Regions from separate parts of the Mus musculus genome. Here region 1 is linked to region 2. The links are chromatin contacts, called in public Hi-C maps. All regions are on one chromosome and are shown on one strand. Each heading gives the region's core, a stretch centred on a gene start, on an enhancer-like site or on the middle of the called end of the contact. The rest is flanking DNA. Distances are from core to core; before and after follow the strand shown.

Evidence for each region. Hi-C and Micro-C count contacts between places; a contact is called where the count stands out from the background.
Region 1: a Hi-C map of liver shows a contact between it and region 2, with 1.6 times the contacts expected there. The contact joins two enhancer-like sites. A contact is called at or near these places in 1 of 484 Hi-C or Micro-C datasets (liver), 1 of 115 datasets of contacts at active chromatin or transcription factors (hepatocytes) and 1 of 9 other capture datasets (embryonic stem cells).

The regions. Positions count from the first base shown.
Region 1 is chr3:101,948,432-101,954,979 of GRCm38.p6, forward strand. No RefSeq gene overlaps it. Among named protein-coding and RNA genes, the nearest start is that of Slc22a15, 27 kb to the left of the region's middle. Within about 2 kb of position 5,235, at least 6 of the 459 cell types and tissues checked have an H3K27ac peak or open chromatin away from gene starts, as enhancers often do. A contact at or near this core is called in hepatocytes and liver, where this site is marked.
Region 2 is chr3:101,527,419-101,533,593 of GRCm38.p6, forward strand. The region is part of intron 1 of Gm33162 (a long non-coding RNA gene); the gene reads right to left. Among named protein-coding and RNA genes, the nearest start is that of Gm33162, 6.4 kb to the right of the region's middle. Within about 2 kb of position 1,338, at least 61 of the 459 cell types and tissues checked have an H3K27ac peak or open chromatin away from gene starts, as enhancers often do. A contact at or near this core is called in hepatocytes and liver, where this site is marked.

The sequences.
Region 1 (6,548 bases), core at 3,985-6,484, 420 kb after region 2:
ATTTCTACCCCTCAACATGAATCTGCTGAGCTGTGCCTGCCGCTCTTTCACCTCTGCTGCTGTTCCACTGTCTCTGCTTCTTCTTTCTTCATGTTCTCACCTCAGCCCACACTCCTGAAAACAGTCATAAAAGGTCAGTTTTTTTTTTTTTTTTTTTTTTTTTTTTTTTTTTTTTTTTTTTTTTTTTTTTTTTTTTTTTTTTTGTGGCTTAATGTTGCCACACCAGGGGAGGCAGCACAGGAGAGGTGACGCAACTGGCTAAGTGATCCAAACAGCTTGTTTATGCAATCAGAGGAGTGAGAGTTGTTAGTCACAGCAAACCTTCAGTAAGATTGAAGGTTGGTTCATGGCCCTGTTCCATTAGCACTAGCTCTGCCAGGTCATGGAGGGAAGCGCTCTACCTCTGGCACAGAGAGAAAAGGACGCAGGGTCATCTAGAGTTCAAGGCTTGTGACATCAAACTGTCTGAAAGAGTCCTGGCTGTGATGGTGCCTTCAGAAGGTGGCCCAATCAGCTGGGAACCTTGTGTAGTTTCCTCAAGGCAGTTGTGGCGTGCACAGAACCGCTGGTGCTGGCAGGAGAAGCTTCTGGCCCGTTGTTTGGCTGACAAGCCTTATGTTTAAGACAGGGAGGCCAGAAGGGAAGAGCCCAGCAGTTGTGGAGTCAACTTGCTGCATCTCCCAACACCTTTGCTTATTTACAAAAGAATGAACATCAAAAATGTTTTCAGTAAGAACTTAAGGAAATCATCACCCACACTAATGGTACGTTTAGCAGATGTTAACAATGCTGTGACTATGCCCCCAGAGAAACGTAGTGCCCCTCATCTGTCTTAATTTACTATGAGGAAAAATATGCATGCCTAATTGTGGGGAAATTGATATAAATACTGAATTGAAATTTTGTTTTTATAATGTACTTGATAATACTTATAATCACAAGTTTAGGCAATGTTTCATTTTGCGGCACTACCCTAGAATGAAATATTTCTATTTGTTTCACAGAACGATATAGTTCTCTCCACTTAACTAAGTTTATGATGCTTTCTGGTGTGTGTGTCTGTCTGTGTGTGTGTGTGTGTGTGTGTGTGTGTGTATGCATGCACATGTGTGTTTGTGTGTTCATGTGTATGTAGGTGCATGTGTCAGCACTGGTGTATGTGCACATGTGTGTCCTTGCATGCAGAAGCCAGAGGACAACGTTAGGTGTCCATCTTCAGGTACCATCTACTCTTCCCTGGTGGCAAAGTCTCTGGTCCAGAGCTAACCAAGGATTGGCTGTCTGTCTAGCAAGTGCCAGAGATCCCCTTAAAGGCTACTTCCCTCAGAGCAGTTGCTGCTTGGGTATCATAACTAAGGCACGCGAGTCAAGGTTTCGTATTCCGATGAGAGAGTTGCACTTACTTCCTGAGTTTCATCCCAGGGATGTCAACTAACTAAGAGGTTGGTTAAACTGACCAAACCAACAAAATAATAAGTAAGAAAAGTCAAGACAGAAAAAAAAATAACAATAAGAAATGGTTTTAATGACTTACAGAAACCACACATCAGGATGGCTCCCATAGGCACATATATTTGAAGACTTGGTCCCCAGTTGGTGGAATTGTCTGAGAAAGATTAGGAGGTGTGGTCTTGGTGGAGTAGATATGTCCCAGGGACGGGCTTTGAGGCTTCGAGACCTTCTGATCATGCCAAGTGCGCTGCCTCCTGAGTGTGTTGGAGAGGCTACCTCTCAACTATTCCAGGCCCCATGCTTTCCCTCCCCACCATGGACTCTGTCCCTCTGGAGCTGGAAGCCCAATGAAATTCTTTCTTTTATAAGTAGCCTAGGTCATAGTCAAGGTAATGTCCTAACTCTCTGCCGTGCTGGCTACATTTCTCCACTTTCTGTTTTAGATTCTCAAGCTTGAGGTAGAATGTGACTATGCCTGAGACAAATATAATAAACAGAATGTAAGTAGAGCCCAAGGTCAGGACACATTTAGTTAGTGCTAGGTAGGCAAGGATAAGAACCATCAGTCACAACTTATTGGCTTTTAGTGTGTTTGGTGGCACCAGACATTAAAGTATTGTGCTGTGCCCAACAGTCTGTAAGGGTCTCCTTATGTACTAACATAGTTACCCTCAGATTACTGCATGGCATCTTCTACCTAGAAGCCACTTTCACGTTAAGCTGAAGAGCCCTCAAGCAATAAGTCAGAGCTGTATTTGCACCCAAGCCTCTGGCTCCTGCAGCCAATCACGGAACCCCTTGATTGCGGACCACCTGCTTTTTGCACTAGGATGCTTGCACACACCTGTCCCATGCTGTGTCCACTCGCTCCTTCTCTGGCAGCCTAGTGTTGCTGACCTTCTCCTTTGTCAAAAGTCAGCCTTCCTCTTCATCCTCCACTGCATAGGAGCAACCCAACACTTTCCTCCACAGTGAAGAGTCTCTCACAGTCTCTGCAGGTCCCAAGTGAGGATCTGGGCCTCTTTTTCCTAATCTGCTTGAGACACATTTTCAAATGCTTTGAAGTGATGCGGTGATGCCCCACTTGAGATCTCTTTCCTCTGGGCCACAGGCACAACTAGCCTTACCTGCATCTTTTGGAGATGACCACACAGATGTTAACCTTAGCAACAGACTGTGATACAGTCTTCTGTGATACAGAGATTACTTACACCTGTAGAGCAATTGTCCCTAACTGGAAGGACCCCAAGAGACCCAGTCTTCTTATATATTTATTCTCTCTTTTGGTGCTGCTTGCTACCTGGGCAGGTGGAGGCTGGGAAATCAGAATACACAGCTATGTAGAATTGCACGTAATGAAGCTACCAGGTCCTAGACCCCAATACTTAAGGTCTCCCTGCATGGGCTTGGCAGATGTGTTTCCAAATTTAAATGAGAATATCTGTGGACTCATCCCTGAGTACTCCGTGGCCTTGGCTGTTCTCAGTCATCCTAGTTCACCTGCATGGCTTCCCTGAGAGACAGGAACGTGTGTCTTCTGCACACACTGAATGCCAGGAGGAGGAGCCTTCCAGAGATGAAATAGTTAAGGACTGCTAAGCTGGAATTCAGCTCCAAGTCTTTCAGCTTGACTACCTCAAAATCTTCCATTCTTTTTTTTTTTCCCTTCAGATTTCCATGTTCTAAATTGTCAGTTAATTAACCTCTATTTAAAGGTACATTTATATATTTAATTTCGTTTCCCACCCCCAAAAGCAAGTTACCTATAATTTGAAATATTCTCTTACTTTAGAATATTCAGGGGCTTGCAAGACTAATTAGAAAATGGAAATTTCCTACAAGGGAAGCACATTTCTGTAACAGGAAGCACAGTTCACCTCCTTCCAGCTCCATGTGCAGCAGCAGCCTGGCTGCCCTTTCATGGAAGACTCTTGTCTCCTTGGAGTGGAACAAACACCTTTCCATGGGGTACTGTTCACTAAGTGCTGTTCTGGACCCTTCTCAGATGATACTTTGCTGAGTGAGTTCATTCACTTTATCCTGCAGGTAGAAATGAACAGCCAGTCAGCCTTACAGATGACAAAATGAAGTTCAGAGAACTCGAGGCATTTGAACTCAAGCTGCATGGCAGCTTCCCATATTCTTTGCTCAGCCATCATCTCTGTTAGGCCAGCACAGGGAAGTGCCCTCGGGGGAGGGGTCAGAAGCAGGAGATAGCCCAGGGAACGTCCTCTGTGGCAGGGCACAAACAGCCTGAAGAATGAGACTGCCTAAGCTGAGCCCATCTGTAGAGCCTCTACTAATTATTACCAGCTGTATTACAGGGAAAGTGTCATGGGACAGAGAGGGAAATACCCCATGGCACCCTTCAGCCTGCCACGCCCTTTGCCCCCACTGCACCCCTTCACCCCCTCCTCACTCCTTTACCCTCTCCACACCACCTGTTTCCATACCTCTTGCCTAGCTGGCCTTGCTTTTGTCTGTGGGAGATTCCAGTACAGAGGGAGTCATTAGTTAAGCTACAGTAAGATGGCTGCTACTCCACTTTACCCTTCAGACCTGGCTTGGAATTTTAGAGGGAGGAGACCCAGTGTGCATTTGGAATACCTTAGACTTAAGTATGGAAGGTTTTGAATCAGCATATATGTATAGAATATATAATGTATTATTATAATACAAAATATACATATTATATTATTTATATTATATAATTGACACATATAAAAATAATATCTATTAAAATATTTTTAACAAGAAAGTTCATGAGACACTTAGAGTATAATAATGAAATTGTAAAAGAAAAGAGAAGGCTCTTTGTTCCTGCTTTGGCATTTACAGAGTGAAAGCTGCTCTCAGTTCTGTCTTCATCCACAGAGGGGAGCAAAGAGGTTAGAAAAGCCTGGGTTTTAACATGAAATAGTCATGCTCTGCTCTTTAGCACCTGCATTTGTCTGTGGCTTGTCCAGAGGGCATCTGCATTCCGGTCTCCATTTTACAGAGTGTATGTAAGCTTTCCTGGGATGTTTCAGTGCTTGGATCCCAGTTTCCATCCCTTCAGCTTGGTCTTTGGCTTCACCGAGAGCATCCCCAATGCCCAGCTTCCATAAGAGCTCTCTGTGAGGCACAGCTCGGAGAGAGGCTGCTCAAGCCACGGGTCACTCCAAGTCGGTGGCCCAGGCACGTTGTTCATTGCATTTCCATTATAGGAATTAGTGTAAACCATGTATGCCCCAGGTACAAGGTCTAGATAGAGGTGGGTGCTGCTCTTAGGGAGCCTGGAGATGGACAAGCCCAGTAAATGATCCCAGTGCAGGCCAGGGGCAGCTTGGTTAAAATGTGTCCATTGCCTGGAACCACTCTTTAAAGGTAACCCTCAGCTCTTGGACCTGTGACTTTACTCTACATTTTAAAAAAATGATGAATATCTTTACGGCTCTTCCAAAGCAGAGTCCTCTGGATGGACTCCAAGATCGATACCTTTGATACCGACTTCTACAGTGGTGAACAGCAGTGTACAGACTTTATAGAATACAATCTACGGCCTTAATTTATGCTAGCAGAAGTAAGGGGGGAAGTTAAGCCTGTTTGTTGGAAAAACTCCAGGTCTTTGTAGGAGGCTGGTGATCTCCACACGGACATGTTCATCTTTATAGCACAGGCAGGTCATACCAAAGGCCTTGTCCCAGTTCCTGGCTCACGTGAAGAAGTCAATAAGTGGCCAGGGAGATGGCTGAACGGAAAAGAGCAGGTGCTTTGTAAGTGTGCCAACCTGAGTCCAAGTCCCCAGCACCCACAGAAAAAGCTGGCTGTGGCTTTGTGTGTCTCTGACACCAGCACTGGGGAGCAGAGAAAAGCAAATCCCACGAGCTCACTGGCTGGCCAGCCTGGCTATAAGCCGAGCTTCTGATTCAGTGAGAACGTCTGTCTCAAGGCAATAATGTGGAGGTGATCCAGGACAGCCAACGTCCTGCTTTGCCCTTTGTATATGTGTGCATGGGTGCATATACCTACACACCCACAACATGCTCCATAACACACAGATGCACATACACACACTCACAGATACATACACAGACATACCACACACACACACACACACACACACACACACACACACACTATCATCAACAACACTAAAACCATCACCATCACAAAAAAATACTCTGAAAATGCTACTCATCTATGCCCGTGTCCCTGATCATAGTTCAGGATTTGTAGGCTTGAATATAACCGAGAGGTTGATATTAAAATGAAGTGCTGCATAGAGATTTGGGGTTCTCTAAACTCTATCAGGACTCCTGGGTCCTTCCTGCTCCTCTCTCACTTCCCAGGATCTGAGCGCCATAGCTCAGATGATCTAAGGGAGCTGCTGCTGCTGCTGCTGCTGCTGCTGCATATCCCAGCAGCTCACACCCTGGCCAGCACAGCACAACACACGGTGCTACCACAGGGAACTGCTGGAACCCAAACAGATTTTCACTGCTGTTGGTTCTTTTCCTCACTCATGGATTCCAGTTGATATGACGGCCACCTTGGCACTGTGAGGGAAGACTGCCTAGCAGTAGAAGACAGGGTCATTAGAAAGAGCCTATAGACTGCCTTCCATCAATTCCTGATTTAAACTTTTTAGGATTTAAGTCATTTTAATTTGTTTTAAATTGATTGATTGTTTGGCTGATTGATTGATTGATTGATTGATTGATTGATTGATTGATTTTTGTGTGTTGTGCTCTTTCCTGCATGTACGTCTGTGTACCATGGGCATACAGTACCCACGGAGGTCAGAAGAGGGTGTCAGATACTATAAAAGTGGAGTTGCAGATGTTTGTGAGCTGCCATGTGGGTGCTGGGAATTGAACTTGTATTCACTTGGAGGAGCAGCCAATGCTCACAATTTCTGAGCCATTCTCCAGCCCTCATTAAAAAATATATTTATTATTTATTTATTTTTATTTACTTTTTTGTGGTGCTAAGGATTGTATTCCAGGTCTCATGTAGTACTGTAGCTATGGAACCACTCAGCTAGATGAAGTACCACCTTCATGTTCAATGGATTACTCCTTTCACTAAACCCAGGCCACACTGACCCATTTGCT
Region 2 (6,175 bases), core at 88-2,587:
GTCACCATCACGTGTAGAGAGAATCTCTTAATGTTATGTGATAAGTGTTATGAGCATTGTACACACCCGACTTTACCCCAAAGAATGCTCTGTGCTAGACTGCTTTCCCTTAACGTGAAGAAGGTACTAGATCATGCAATATAATTCAGAAATAGCTTAGCACGGTGGTACACACCTAGTATCCCAGTACTTGGAAGGCTGAGACAGGAAGATTTCGAATTCTAGGGCAAGCTGAGATGTATAATAAGACCCTGTCAAAAGAAAGAGAGAGAGAGAGAGAGAGAGAGAGAGAGAGAGAGAGAGAAAGAAAGAAAGAAAGAAAGAAAGAAAGAAAGGAAGGAAGGAAGGAAGGAAGGGGGAGGGGAGGGGAGGGAAGGGGAGGGGAGGGAAGGGAAGCAAGAAGCAGAACTATAATTCTGTTCAGCCTTTGAAAATGAACAGCCTTGTGTCACACAATTAAGGGTCCCTGAAAAAAAAAAAAAACCAAAACAAATGCAGATATGAAGGAAGCTCAACTTTATTCCCACACCATGATAAGAAAAAGAAGGGCCTGGTAGAGATGCAGGCTTTGTGATTAGGGCATGCATGTCACTGGGTTTGGCCTGAGACCATGAATAATGGGACCACTCTAGACTGTGCCATTTACTCTAAAACTGGAGCAAGTCACATTACTGGAGACCTCAGGCTTGAGACTCCAATGATAGACAAGGGCCCTGAAGCTTGGTAGTAAGCCGGAAGAACTGTTTTTGGAAAGTATAAAACTACTTAAGCAACAACTGTCCTCAGTCCCTAATTACACCCTTGCTGAGGAGGTCTGGAAGGGCTCTAGGGGCCTCTGGGCTTGGAACCAGCTCCACTTAGGTAAGTGCCCTGTGCAAACAAGTCTCTAGGGGCCACAGACATGTAAACAGCTCTCCAGCTGACACTCAGACCCAAGCTAGGGAATAAAACAAGTGCCTGCAGATCCCAGAGTCAGAAGCCAGCCCGGCCTTGTGCCAGGGGAAGGGATCCCAGGAAGTTTGCTGATTCACAGGGGAACAAACCTCGAGAAAGGAGAGAGGCCAGTGGGGAGAATGGGTGTGGGAGCAGCCAGTGGGGACTTCCTGGGGTAAGGGCTGGGATGGCCTCCCTGAAGAAGAGTGTTGCTTACAGAGCAGAGAGTGAAATGGAAGAATAAAGAGGCAGACACCCCCCCCCCCCCCCGTGCAGTGTGCTCGGGGAGGGGGGGTGGGGGGGTAGGGGGAGCCAAGGCAGCAGCTCAGTCTCCCTAAGGAGAGGGCATTGGGCATTGTAAGAGGCAGGGGATGAACACACGCATGCCCCTTTGTGCTCCTCTACAATTACAGCTGGCTGAGGCTGGCGAGGATCACTGAGTATCCGTGATTTAAGACCTTTGCCCCGTACCATAAAAATGGCTAAGTGGCAAATGTTATGTTCTATGTATTTTTACCACAAACAAACCATGGGAGTGGTTAAAAGGTCTAGGTCAGATTGCCCCAATAATAGGGTATCCGTTTAAAGGATTGATTTATTTTTGTTTAGAAATATGTCTGTGTGCCAGTTCCTGCCTGTACACAACATGTATGTGCACTGCATTCATGCTTGGTTCCCGTGGAGGTCAGAAGACAGGTTGGATCCCCCGGAACTGGAGTTATAGACAGTTAGATATAAGCCACCATGTGGGTACTGCAAATTGAATCTGGGTCCTCTGCAAGAGCAGGCAGTGCTCTAAACTACTAAACCATCTCTCTAGCCTCTAGAGTATTTTTTTAATCCATTAAAAAAAATAAAATAAAATAAAAACAAATTGAAAGTAAAGTCTTACTAGAAGTCTCCCTAGCCCATGAATTTGAGGATGAATGAGGTGCTTTGGTTGTTTTTGATTCGGGATTGTTTGCTGTTTGCCCTTTGTTTCCTTGGCAGCGCTGGGGATTGACTCCAGGGAATTGTGCTGCAGAGGCAGGCACTCCACCGCTGAGCTGCTGCCCAAACCCGGAATTTCAGGATTAGGTTTTTAACACATGGGCTTTGGGGGCACATAGCCAGCCCGGAGCACTTTCTAAGTGCAGCCTCCTTGCTTCTTGCATGGGCTTGGCAGCCCTCATGGCTCACTTTTATCTTCTGTCCTCACAGTTTATGCCCTTATGGGGAAACAACAACCAACAGGGCTCTCCTGGGTCAGCTGAGAAAACCCGCTGTCAATGCTGCCATGACTGGGACGATGAGACCCGTCTAAAGAGTCCACGGGTTCCACCCACCTCCTTGTCTTGTTTTCTAAAGGGAGTATTTATTAGTTTTCTTTAAAAATTTTTTTTCCAGTGATCTGTTGTTTTATGCAAAACTGGATATCCTGGGGTTGACCATAAAGGGAGTTTCTAAACTACAAAACCCATTTTCTACTGACTTCATCATGACCGCAGCTATGTTCCTGCAAGAAAAGAAAAATCTCCAGTAATCACAGATGAGGCTCTGTACCACAAGAGGAGGCTAAGCAGAGGCAAATGGGATCACCTGCAGTTCTGGCAAGATTCTACCTGCCTAGAATCAAATGACAGGCAGGGAGAGAGCAAAAAATTGCAAAGGGCACAGGGTTAGGACCCAGCTCTGTGGCATGCAAGCCTTAGTATAATGCTGGGTAAACTAGTTGACCTCTGACCTTTAGTTTCCCTGCCCACAAGGAGATACTAATCATGCCTGTTTGGAAGGGATACTGTTGAGGCTTCTGTGTGACTTTGTTGTAAAGTGTTTGGCGCATAGTAGGTCCTTCTGATGGTGACGACTACTATGACCTACTGGCTCTCTTCTGTTTGCAGAGAAGAATTGAAGAGCCTGCTGTGTGGCCTTTGTTCCCTGTGGGCCCTCTCCATTACCTGTAACGGCTCTCGGGCCTGCAGAACACAGCCAGAGACTGACAATTCTGTGCTTTGTGACTTTGCCAGTAACCCTCCCAATCAGCTCTGCCCCACCCTGTGCCATTAAAAAAAAAACCCAAAAATCCCAAAGGCTTGAATTTCCATCTAACCCACCTTCATACCAGAGACACCGCAGGAGAGCATTCTGGTCTTGGAGACCTGGACTCACTTATCCCAGGCTTGCCACCAAGTCTCCACATATGATCTGGAACTCCTGATCTTTCTGGTCTCACCTTGCTGGGTACTGATTCTAGGTGTGTGCCCATATACAGTGCCGGGGATCAAACCTACAGTCTTGGGCACACTGGGCCAGCACTCCCCCCAACTGAACCCCATACCCAGCCCTGAGGATTCTCTTCTGCTAATCACTTCTCCACTCCTGGGTTATGGGGGTTCCTTATCCATCTTGAATTCAAAGTCACTGTTTAGCAACAAAGACCACAACATGCCCAGTTATACTTGAATTTCAGATAAAAAGACAACATTTTGATACGTATTCCCTATGTAATATTTGGAGTGTAATACATTCAACAGAAGCTCATCTGTGGTACTTGTCGGCATTCTTCCTGGAACCCACAGGCATTCTCTGTTCCATCGGAGATGTGGCTGGGCATACCAGGTGCAGCTTGCTTTTTCCTCTCACAAAGCTTTCTTCTCCGCATTTGGTACCCAAGCACTGTCCAGCTCAGAAGCAGCGAGTATTCACTGGGTGGGTTTCAAACAGCCGCGTGTGCGTTTTCTTTAAAAACTGAAAATCTGTGCATTTATTTCTGCTGAGGTCTGTAAAGATTTCATTCGCCGAGCCTGTTCAATCAGACCTCCCAGTTCCATCCTGTTGCAGCTGGCGAGTGTTTGAAGCGTTCTGCTTTTAAAGCACATATTTATTTAACTTAATTGGCTGCTAGCCTATCACTTGGAGATACTTTGTCACTCGATGAGAGTGACAAAGGAACATTCATACAGAACTAGCCCACTGGTCACCTCTGGCATTTAGAGGCTCCTTGGCCTATTGTCCTTCTTAATATTACCAATGTCGATTTTTTTAAATGACACCCCCTCCCCAGCACCAAAAGATGCTAATCTGATGAGTCGCCAATTTTAGTGGGGGAGAAAAACAGCAGAAACACTGGAGATGGAAAGAAGGGGTACTAGAGGGCAGGGGATTAAGGCAGTCTTCAGTCAAGTTGAACTTGAACACACTGACAGTGGAGCAGCTGTACAAGTTGCCCTGGGGAGGAAGGAGGCTGGGGAGAAAAGCTGGGCTGACTCCTTGCTTGTGCAGGGGGAGGTGGGGAGGAGGCCGTCCCAGGAAGGATTAGAACAGTTCTTTCCATCAGGAGACCTTTGCAGTGTCTGGAGCACCCATTCGCTTGCTTGCTCCCCAGGAAAAACAAAGATGGAACCACACCAGTGGCTTCCTGCCACCTGCCAAGATCCCTGCTGGGCCCAGTATTTTACATTAGAGCCTGCATCATGGTCAGTCAGGGCATCCTGGATCCTAACTCTGCTAATTATTAGCTGGAAAAGCTACTTTGTCGCTCTGTGGCTCAGCTTTCTCCTGTATAAAATACAGACATGTCTAGCGTCTGCCTCACGCATATGGGTAGATGTGGCAGGAGCTGCTAGGACGGAAAGATCTTGTGTTTGTCAAGTGCTTAGAGCAGAGCCTGCATGTAGTCCCTAGATTTCAGGTGTGCGTCTTCTGTATATATGTATAAAATAAATATGTATTTATCACCTATGGATGCATGCGTGCATGAGTCTGTGAATGCATGTGGTCAGCTGGTTTAGTCACAGCTGTGGAGGTGTGAGCTCTTTTGTAAAGCTACCTTTAATGAGAACTCGGGAAGGGCCTAGTGGATGTCTTATGAATTCTTAGCAGTTTTGTCTTGATTTCTGTCCTTTCTCAAACAGGCATCAGCCATGAACTTGTTGGTTTGGGACTCAGAAGCCAAGTTAGCTCCTCAGTAAGTAAGGGACCATGACACCCGCAGAGCGATTGGCCAAAGTTTACATACTGTGGACATCCAGCTGTTCCTGAGCCAGCGGGCAAGCAGGCAAAAGGAGAAGACAGATCCGTGGATCTGTTTCCCGGAGTCTCTGAAATGCAGCTGTGTCCAGTGTGGAGTAGATGGAGACACAGCATCAGGGTTGGAGGTGGATGCTGGGACTAGATTAGGGAGAAGTCTCTCTTTTGGGCGGGGTCTGGAAAGACAGAAGGCAGCACCCTCTTGGATGCTATGTGCTGTTGTTGCATGCAGAGGTTCCAGGCTGCCTCAGTACTTCAGGCCTCTGGAACTGACTGCCAGCCAGGCTTATTGTGTGTGATGGCTTAGCAGGCCCAACTCTCTGGGCTGGCTGCAGCAATGCCCTGTTCCCCTTGTTCCCTGTGTGGCCCAGAGTGTTGGTATTGCAGTACCCAGATGCCTCTCAAACGATACAAGTGGGACAGTGTCGCCTCTCAAGCAGTTCAGGTGGGAGGGGTTTCCTCTACTGTTTAAGGCTGTTTAGTTCTGGACCCTGGGACAAGGGACTAAGGAGCATATTTTACATATCAAAGCAGACCTGGCCTCTAGTTCTCCAGGCCTCCCTCAGTCCCTACCTGGCATACCCTGCCCCCAACCTTGAACTTTCCAGCCCAGGGACTGGGCAGCCCTTACCCCAGAGGCTCCTCCCTATATCATCTAGACATTCTCATTCTCATTCTCATTCTCATTCTCATTCTCATTCTCATTCTCATTCTCATTCTCATTCTCATTCTCATTCTCATTCTCATTCTCTCTCTCTCTCTCTATCTATCTATCTATCTCTCTCCCTCCATCTTCCTCTTCTCTTCTCTTCTCTTCTCTTCTCTTCTCTTCTCTTCTCTTCTCTTCTCTTCTCTTCTCTTCTCTTCTCTTCTCTTCTCTTCTTCTCTCCTCTCCTCTCCTCTCCTCTCCTCTCCTCTCCTCTCCTCTCCTCTCCTCTCCTCTCCTCTCCTCTCCTCTCCTCTCCTCTCCTCTCTTCTTCTCTCCTCGAAACCAAGAGTGATGGTACACACCTGTAATCCCAGTACTAGGGAGGCAGAAACAACAACAAAATGTGGAAAGGACCTCTGATGTGGAATCAGGAATATAAGAACCAGAAAACATCAGAACAAACAGCAACTGAAATGACACTTGCTCTCAGTAGCTGTCGCCACTGTGGCTTGTAAGCCTGCTGAGCTCTTGGCAAGGTGCTTAAAAACACAGAAAGCCAGCTGCCCATCTACTGAGGTCAGTACA